2 separate regions of the Urocitellus parryii genome follow, and region 1 is linked to region 2. Evidence: chromatin contacts called from public Hi-C data. All regions are on one chromosome and are shown on one strand. The core of a region is the stretch at or near the end of the contact, and the rest is flanking DNA. Distances in the headings are between cores, read along the strand shown. Region 1 holds the start of Cyb5r4 (cytochrome b5 reductase 4). Region 2 holds the start of Cep162 (centrosomal protein 162).

What was found. Hi-C and Micro-C count contacts between places; a contact is called where the count stands out from the background.
Region 1: a Hi-C map of muscle shows a contact between it and region 2, with 3 times the contacts expected there. The contact joins the promoter of Cyb5r4 here to the promoter of Cep162 in region 2. A contact is called at or near these places in 2 of 2 Hi-C or Micro-C datasets (liver and muscle).

The regions. Positions count from the first base shown.
Region 1 is chr8:74,945,369-74,950,517 of mUroPar1.hap1, forward strand. Cyb5r4 (cytochrome b5 reductase 4) reads right to left here and starts at 1,704. Exons shown (of 16, transcript XM_026410828.2): 1 at 1,507-1,704. The coding sequence starts at 1,620. Ripply2 (ripply transcriptional repressor 2) reads right to left here. Exons shown (of 5, transcript XM_077801747.1): 5 at 3,021-3,177. The coding sequence ends at 3,021.
Region 2 is chr8:74,642,147-74,647,197 of mUroPar1.hap1, forward strand. It overlaps Cep162 (centrosomal protein 162), which reads left to right and starts at 2,142. Exons shown (of 27, transcript XM_026411356.2): 1 at 2,142-2,212; 2 at 3,120-3,230. The coding sequence starts at 3,174.

The DNA.
Region 1 (5,149 bases), core at 454-2,953, 300 kb after region 2:
ATGGTCAAGATTATCTTGTTTCACACACACACCAAAAAAAAAAAAAAAAAGAAAGAAAAGAAAGAATCTTAATTTCTTTTTAATTGTACAATAATATTATTTGTTTTCTTTATGGATTCAAAGACTCACATTTGCCATCACCATCTGTGTAACTTTTTGTCTTTGCCTCTAAGCTTTTCCTTTAGATGGATGTTGAGAACAAGGATGGAGATTTTAGTGGAGAGGGGCCACAACTCATAATCTAATTCTGGAAAGGCTACACTATAATCCAGTGAGTATTTAGTTTAAGGAGAGAAAGAGGTCAAGGGAGGAAAGGACACATGATTGGGTGGCTGTAAATAGAAGTACAGAGCAATAAATGAAATATCACAGACAGAATCACATCACAAGACTATATGCTCCAAGGCAACATTTCTTAACCAGTTTCCTTTCTGTGAAATGGAAATACTGAAAGCTTCCATTTCAAGGGTCATTATGAAGATTAAACAAGGTAATAGAGGGAAAACACTCAAAACATATATGGCCATGAAGCATTTAATAAATCTCAGTATTGGTATTATAATTGAGGATACAGACCTCTGAGAAGCACGTGAAAAAATACAGATTCCTGAACCCATGTTTTAGTCTAAAATCAGAATTTCAGGTCTAACTAGAGAAAAATAAGGAAAGTCGGAGAAAGTCCTAAATGATGCTAAGACTCAAGAGTCCAGAAATGACAAGAAAAAGGAGTAGCCTAAATAGTTGGAATTCTCAAAAACAAAACATGAGGAAGTGGCTACAGAACCAAGCATTAGCAAATAAGAGAAGCAAGCAGCATTCAGGTTTAAGTGAACAGGGGTCACACTTTTTACTATATTTTGCAAATATAAAATGTATTTGCATCCCACCTGTTGCTAAATGTAACTATGCTTAACAAATACTCTAGCATTAGTTACATTAGCTCCGAAGTCAGGAAGTACAAAAGTCATGTTGAAACAATCAGATACCTGAGAGAAAGGCAGTATGATTTGGAGAGAAGTGTCCATAAACCTGAATGGAGGTTTGTGGACATTTGTCTTAGCTTCTCAAATATTCCCTAGCTCCAAAAATCCCCACGGCTGCAGACTGTCTCTAGTCGCCACTGTTCAGTCCTTCCCTTCTGCAAGAGAACCCACAACACTCATAACTCCTTCGGACAGTGAAGAAGAGACCAGAGAGGACAGGTTGAAGAGAGGGAAGACAATATTAAGTACCCAAAATAAGGCAAGCATGGTGAGCGGTCCTGTCCCAGAGATCTGAAATTCCGGGGGAAAGGACCTAAAGGAAGGGGACTAACAGCGGGAAAGAAGGGCTAGCAGGTGAGAGGAAGGGAAGGAGAGTTCCAGGACTGAAGACCAGCAAGGGCTGAAGGGAACGAAGGCTCCAGAGGCGGACAGGCGGTGAGGGCAAAACAGACTGTACTGAAGATGAAGAGCGAAACGCAGGCGGGAGGCGAGCTCTGGGCGCCACCAAGTGTCACTGGCTTACCTTGCTACGCCCCCCTGAAGCGACGCGCTGCTGAGAGCTGGGGGCCGGGAAAGACTGAGAAGGGACGTTTAGCATCCTGGATCCCTGGCCCGGGCTCTGCCCGGAGTCGCTCATTCGGCTGGACCCCTCTCAGACCAGATTCTCCCGCTCCGGCTCTGCGGCCGGGCAGAGGCCGAGCCCCCGACCCACTTCCGGGGTCTCCAGGGGTGAAGCACGCCATGACGCAGAACGTTAGCGGAGGGCGGAGCCAATGGAGCGAGCGCCGGCGGGGCGGCAAGAGGGGGAAAGTACGCATGCTCAGTGGGTCCGGCCGACTAAACTTCAGCACTGGATGGAGGTGACAGCTATTTCGCGGAAAGATCAGAGAGTGAAGCTGTTCCTCAGCCCTGGTGCTGATCGAATCCGAGAATATATTCTTGTAGAGTCTTGTTAACCCAGAACATCACTGTCTGTTCGTTGATAAGCGGTACGATTGTACTACCTGAAATATGGACTAAAATAACACTATTACAGCAGTCTGATTTCTTTGAAATTCTCTCCTGTGAAACACCAGGCTGTACAGTAAGGAGAATCTCACAACTACCTCTGATCTTCGCCTTTACCTTCTATCATCCTGGAATATTACAGAGATATGTTTACTTGTAATTACATTGTTTATTGTGAGATTGGGTATGAACTAAAAAGGACTTCTTGATCACAGATTACTATATTACCTTAATCCGGCAAATTTCTCCTGTTTTCTCTCTCATTAAGAAAATTGATAATATGAATAATGTTTCTACCAAATAGCTCCCCTTTGGACAAAAAAGGATCAATATTTTTCCATTCTGTTCTTTAGTCTTCTCTCTTTTAGGTTTCATGTAAATCACTCCCATTTAAACATTATTGTTTAAATGGGAGTGATTTACATGAAATGTAGTACAATAAATATTGGATACCCCACACTATTTTATTACTAGATTTAAGAAGAGCGGACGAGAATTATTATCATTATTTCTTTATAATTCCTAAAAGTTTCAGAGCCCTACTACTGACTTCCTTTCCAATTATAGAATAATGATTTTAAAGTATTTTTCACTATCTGCTAGCAGACACATAATAATAAATGTGTGCTTGGTAACAAAGTGATATTCTTCATTATCTAATAAAAGAATGTTGTCTGTAATTACAACATCCCAGTGAGGTCAGTACAAAATACTAGATGTTACAACATCTAGTATTCAGATGTCATTCTTTGCAAAATTATATATACAGGTAAATGTGTAATTTAATGAAAAGACTGAAAGTATCTCTGTAAGCCCCAAATAGTTATAATATAATCAAGACATTTGTAAATGGCATTTATTTTAAATTTCAACATTTAATTCTAATGAAGGGATAAAAAAGTCAATACTACCATAGTATTTATATAATATTTCCTTTTATTAATAAATTATATACAAATAAATTAGTTTAAAAGATTATGATACATTTATACACCAAAGCCCATGAGCTTTGAATATCATCAGAAGTAACTAATTAGATTAATTTTCACAGGTCAGCTGCTCAATTTCATCTTCACTATCGGAATCTTCATAAAATGAAATTGTAGCTTGAATTGGAAAAATTTTCAGAAGAGCTTCTGCTTCTTGATATAAGTAATCATAACACTTTGATTTTGGCCAAAATAGCCTGAAAGAAGCAGACAACATAGTATGCTTTATTTTGTTCACATTCAGAATCCTCATACTTATGAAAACACCAGATTTCAAGAGCGCTATACCCTTTGCAATAGATGTATGCATTTAGGTACAGCCTTAAGATAGTTTTAAAATGCTACTATCACAGTTTTCATAGAGTCTATTTGCCAATAATTAATGGCTATTTATTTTAAATATCTATCCAAACTATAAATTAGATCAAACAAATTTATGTAAACCCTGCATAAGCATAAAATCAATATTTAGCTTACTTCTAGTTTCTACATTCCTTAAGGGGAAAAAAATGAATTCTACCACTACGATACCAATTCCAGTGATAATCAACTTTATAAAAATGACAAATATTATGCACCCTAAGCAAGGTGTCCATCATCTACTGCATTGTTTAAAACTCACAGGTTTAACTATTAGTAATAGATGTAGCCAATACACATTTATAAAGTACCAAAACCAATATTTTTAAAAGTTGGTCTATGCATTCACAACTTGAGACATAGAAAGGCTACCTTTGACACAGTCTTGAAACCATCTCTTCTCATTTCCCAATCAATTTGGAACACTATACTGAGATATTGAGAAATTATATAGGTTTCAAACAAATAATTTGCCTGTAAGCACGATTATCTCAGAATTTTTAATATCTGGCAAGTGTTAATATTGCCACTTGGCTTTCTATTGTGTTTTATCCAAGCATAAAAGGAGAAGAGATAAGGCTGAATTACTGACTAGAGCACAGTTATTTTAGTTTACGATGAATAGCTCTGTGTATAACTGAGTGATTCTAAAAAACAAAGAATTATATTATATTCAGTATTCTCAATTTTAAATTGTGGGAAAAAAGACAATGATGTTTATATATGTTTCTAGCAAAACATTTTTAAAGTTTATAATTTTGATGCTTAAATATGTAACTATGGGTTATTCATTCAATAAATATTGGGGTGATTCCTTAAAATGCCAACATAATTCATATATCAAAGATGAATAAATCATGACCCTCTACTCTCAGGAATTTGCAATTGAGTGAAAAGATAAATAGTACTCAAGATATAAATTAATAAAAATAAAATAAACTTAAGAGAAGCACAATTAAATTGTAATAGTAGTTCAGAAAAGAAAGTAATTGCTTATGAAGATAACAGTTTACTTTCTAATATTTAATTGGATTTTCCAAACCCAACAAATGCTGGTTAGTTGTTATCATCATACTCTGTCCAGAATTTCCCACTGTGGACTATTTTTCTTCCAGAGACTCCATATTTTATTGAATTACTCCCTCTTCTGATTCTTCTGACTCCTTTGTGGACTTCTCTTTCTCTATATACTGGTGAGATACAGGCCTTCCCCCAAAGCTTCGTTGAGAATGATCAGTTCCTACCTCTCGATTACCCAGGATGAGCTGAGTATTCACTGTCATGAGTTCCCCAACCCTCGATTTACCATAGACTCCCAAGCTTGTACTTAAGATTTTAATATGTATGTAGCTCTCTACCTGATATCTCTATTTTATTGCCCCATAAGCATTTAAATATGACAAACGGAAAGTTGGATGCATTACCTTGCACTCCAAATCTGTTCTAAGCACTAATTTATTTCTTCTTTCTTTCTTTCTTTTTTTTTTCTTAGTGCAAGACTCACCTTGTCATCAGAAACTTGGGAGGAATTTTGGCTTTTTACCACTGCTTCACCTATCATATCCAATATATCTTAAAGCCAAACTTTGTCACCTAAGTATTTTCCAAATTCACCCAGACCCATCCTCACTTCCAATTTCTTAGAAAAGCTTATCATCATTTCTTACCTGAACAATTTCAATAGCTTCCAATTCCTTTTGGTATTCTAAATTATATATAATTTCCTTAGTGATTTTTTTTGGAAACATAAATCTGACCACACCACTCTATGGTTAAATCACTTGAGTAATAAGCAAATTCATCTATAGA
Region 2 (5,051 bases), core at 892-3,391:
GGGAAGAAAAACCAAGAAAGCAAAAGTAAATAACTATAGCAAATGGTATTAGGAGATCAAGTAAACTAATTTTCTTTTATTTCTTTAATCTAGCAATGTGGAGAAAATTGGTGATACTACCAAAAATGGGTTTTGTATCCTGGTGTCAATGGACACTAGATTAGAAAGTCTGATAAAAGGGAGGTGATGTAGAAATAATTTTCCCAGAAAAGACTGGCAGGAAAGAGGGTAGAGACAAGTTCAATCACAGGGAAATATAGACTGTGAATAATGTTTTGGAAGTAGCATTTTATTTGGAGAATTCCAGGGAATGTTTGAATGATGTTAGGAAAATCCCACAGACAGCCAGAGGATATAGGAAGAAGTGGAAATAACTAGTAAAACAAGATCAGTGAGAAGAATGAGTAATAGTTCCAAATCATATTTAGGAAGATGGATTTTTGACAGAAGGCAGGGCACTTCTTCCATTGGAACTGTGAACAGATTAAGATAAAATACAGACACAAGTACAGTTTATAGATTTAATGGGAAACAGGTGAATAAATTCCAGCCTTATGGGATCTGTATTTGTTAATGAGATGTGAGGCAAAGCCATCTGCTCATGATGGATGTGCAAAGTCAAGGGTAAGAGTCAATGAAGGAAGGAACAGGGTTAGGGTAAACCAACCCTCCCGGTTTGCAAGAACCAAGAGAATTCCTGTGACTCAGGACTTTCAACAATAAAACCAGGAAAGTCTCGGCAAGATGCTAAGTCTCTCATTGTGGAATCTGAACAGGGTGGAGGAGGTATACCATAGTCTTTATATATGGTAGGAACAGAATTCACTAGTAAAAAAGAGGAAGATTACTGGTTTTGAATGCCCAGTTAACAATGATGACCATGATTTTATAGCATAACCGTATATTGAATAATATTGACTTTAGATCACAAATTGTGCCTCTGTTCAGAGAATGTTCCTAGACTTCCTCAGTTCATGTGCATTAAGTGTCATAGTCATTTTTCATTGTACCCCTTAAACAATTGTCTTTCCTACTTGACTATTCCTCTTCAGACTGTATTAGGGAAGAGACTATGACTGCTGTGTTCATTCAGTACATAGGAGAAACAAACGTATAAGTTGAAACAGATTGATTCTTAAATTGTTAAAATTAAGGTAAATAATGCTTGCGAAGCACCCATCAACTATCCAATAAGTGGTAGCTAAAATTTCTCTATTACTACTCATATTTTCATAGTAGAGCACAGATCTTGACTTGAACACATTTGGAGAGAGATAAACATTTGCTCAATGAAAAAGTTCAGACTAGAGATGAGGTCCTACATTATGACTGCCCCCAGCAAATGCAACTGTTTGTCGATTTTACTTTCACCATCCTAAATGTCGTTCTCCGAAATTCCAGCTTATGTTGTGTTCTTTAAAAAGAAAGGAAGAAAAACGCAGGAAAAAAAAAAATCCTAGAAATAATTGTTAATTGCCCTTATAGAATGGGGTTTTGAACAGTAAGGGAGGGAAACCAGAGATAGTATGAGATAAATGGACTGTCTTAATTCGTTATGTGCCATTGTCTTATATATAGGACACCAGCAAAAATTGTAACGTTTTTGTAGGTGTCGTATAATATAGAACAATGTCCTATAATATAGGACACAGGAGGTTTCAATAACAATTTCGCGCTCGTGCATTTTCAGCGCCTTGTCCACTAGGTGGTGGTACTGAGTCCCTATTCGACCTACAGTTGTTTTTTTCACAACAACCTTTTGTACGTGAAGTAAACCCAATACATTTTTTCAAAATTTCAAGCTTGAAAAACAGCGCTCAAGTGAGCAGGGCGGGGAAAGCCCGGAAGAGGAGAAGCAAAGTGCCGGCAGCGGGGGAGCTCCCAGACTTTCGGGAAGGAGCGGGCTGTTCACGCCCTGTCCCGGCTCTAGGTCACCCGGGCGCCGCCGGGCACCCTTCCTAGGCGCAGATCAGCTGGGATTGCGTGCTGGTGCCGCGGCCACGGCTCCTACAGGCCACCGCAGCCAGCTGAGCCGCTGCAGTCGATCTTTGCTTGCAAAAGCACCCAGAAACGAAAGGCCGACCGGCTGGGCCCACGAACCACGTGACCAGCCCTAGTCACGTGACTCCGGAACCCCGCAGCTGACGTCTGTTACCCTGACAACTGCAGACCCGCATGGGCCTTTGGGGAAGCGCGGGATACCGAGGCAAAGGTAGGTATATATACAGGGCTAGCTCCCCAGCCACGTCGGGGTGGTGGGGGCTGTGCCTGCGACTGGGTCCTTGGAGCTTTCGAGGTTCGGGTCATCCGCCTTCTCCGCCCTGACTCCACTGTAAGCAAGTCTTTGTCTTCCCGCCAACTACCGAATCCGCGCTTTCTGGAGCCTGGACGCCCCGGGGCTGAAGGCCTTTTAGTGGGGTCAGCCCCTTACCCAGCCCTTGGGCCAAGACTTGAACTGCACCCACCCTGAACTGATGGAAATGCTACTAAAGGGAGGAGGTCTTTTTCTGTGTTTGGGGAAAGTACTGTCCGGGCCTCCAACCACTTACCCCACTCTCACCTCTGCAAAAGGAAACTGGGGTAGGCAGAGTAAGCCCCCAAAGTTGAGATTTTTATGGGAAAAGAACTCCGTGTTGCAAATCACTGTGTTCTTTTTTAAGGGGTTCAGTGCACCGATTTTTTGTGGTCGTCTTTGCTTCAAAAGAAACATGATTCGTTCCGATTTGTATACTGTATTAATTTTTAAGTATTCCAAATCCTAATAAATTCTCTATATCTGGAAACATTCCCATATCTGAAAAGTCTGTTTTGCCAAACTGTTGTTGTTGACTGGTAAAGTGCAGAAATCAGTTGAATCAGACTACACAACTGTTAGGCTTTGTAAGAAAAAGTGGCCCTTTGGTGTGCTGTTATAAAATTTAAGATTATATGTGAGGGCTTGGTTTGTGTTTGAGAGGTAACACACAGATAGGTATATATTTAGGAAATATTGTGAAGACCATCCTTTAACAATTTGATCTTAACAGATGAAAATGTAATTTTGGACCTCAAGTAGAAGGTAGGTTGTTGAAGCTAATGTGAAGGATTTCCTCAAAAGGTGTTTCTCTTTTGCCATTTAGTGTTTCCAGTGTTGTAAATAGTGTGTTTGCTTTGGGAAGCAAAAATTACTGATTATGGCTCAATATTCCAAAGAAGAGCTGGATGAAGAATTTGAACAGTTTATGAAGGAGGTAAGTTCATATTTTTAAAAGATGTTTGGTAAATTTGTCTCATGAGACTCTCATCTTTCAGGGCTGGGAATGTAGTTTGGTGGCAGAGTGCTTGCCTAGCATGTATGAGGCCCCGGGTTGGATCACCAGCGCAGCATACTGAACAAAAACAAGACAGTTATTTATTTGTATATTTTTCTTGTAATATTGGGGATTAAACAGGGCCTCATGCGTGTTAGGCAAGCACTGTATCACACCCCCTACCCCATATTTATTTTTACTAGGTCAAGAAAAGTAAAAATGCAAAATTATTCAATAATAAAATTTAATAAAACTTAAAAACAAAAAACAAAGATGCATCCTTAATTTTCCCTTTCACCTTATAATCAAACTATCACCGCCATCTTTAGAGTTTACCCATTATCTCTGTAGTTGGCTCCCATTTTAAATACTGCCACCTGCTCCTTCAATACCATCATCTCACCTGGCCTACTGGAGCTGTTCACAATTAATTTCCCAGTATTCCTTTCACCACACTGCAACCAGATGAAATGTTACATAAATCTGACTCTTAAAATGCTATTGGTATTCCTGTCATCACTTGTAGAATAAAATCTAAACTCCTTATGGTGTTGTGAAGCTCTTCATGATTTTGTTCACGTCTACCTCGCTCACTTTTTGTCACTCTACCCCTTCATCCACTTTATTCTACAACTGCCTTCCCTCCCTCCCCCCAACCCCTGACCCCACTTGTGAAGCTCATTTTTCTTCAAGGGCTTTGTGCTATCTGTTCCTCCACCAACCGTGTTTCCTTGTTTTCAACCTGGCTTGTAAAGATCTTAAATATCACTACCGCAGACAGGTTTTTTTTCTGTTTTGTTTTTGGTTTTGTTAGCCCAATGAAAAAATAACAGTAATTTCTTAGTATGCCATGTATACTTCTTACAGCACTTATCACCATTTATTACTTTTCTTGTATGGTTCTGTCTTCTACTTTCTATTGTAAGAATAGTTGTTCTGAGACATGTTGGCTGTAATTTCATTGCTATACATGCTTAATAATAGACCTAATAGATACTTAATTAATATCTACTGAATGAATAAAGGGTTCCACCACAGCCTATGTAGGTACATCAATGAAGGGTCCTTGTAAAGTATTTAGGAAAGCCACGTTTTAAAATGTTATATAGTATTCTCATTTATAAAGGAAATTTTGTATAATAGAAAGAACCTGAGTTTCATTATCTCATAGGAATAGCAATGCCTATTTTATAGAATTGTTTTAAGAATTTAAAAAGCATCTATCAATTGCCAGAATTTTACTCGGCATACAGAACAGGTCTTGATTTTTGAATTTGAATATGGGCAAATTTTAAAAATCAAATTTATAGAAAGTATTTTTATTTTGAAAGATTAATGGCAGTGCAATATAGGCCTTTTGGAAAATATTTTTCTTCTACCCATCATTGATGACCCCCCCAAAACACATACTCCAACATTGTCTCCTTCTCTCCTTGTCTATCTTCCTCTCGCATCCATTCTCAAATTATAAAAGATCTTGTCTCATGTTAGAGGTTTAGGTAAAGCAGTGTTTCATTTTTTTTCAGTGAAAACCATGATTTTTAAGAGTCACGCAAACTTCCTTGGACATTTTGATAAATTATTCAAACAGGTATTCAAAGTATAGTTTATCTCTTTGTTTTTAGAAGTGTGGTTTGACAAGCTTTTTAAAATTGGGTTTATTGAGATATAACTCACATGCTATACCATACAATTCACCCATTTAGCATGTATAATTCAGTGTTTTTAGAGTGATGTAACCATTGCCACAGTCAGTTTCAG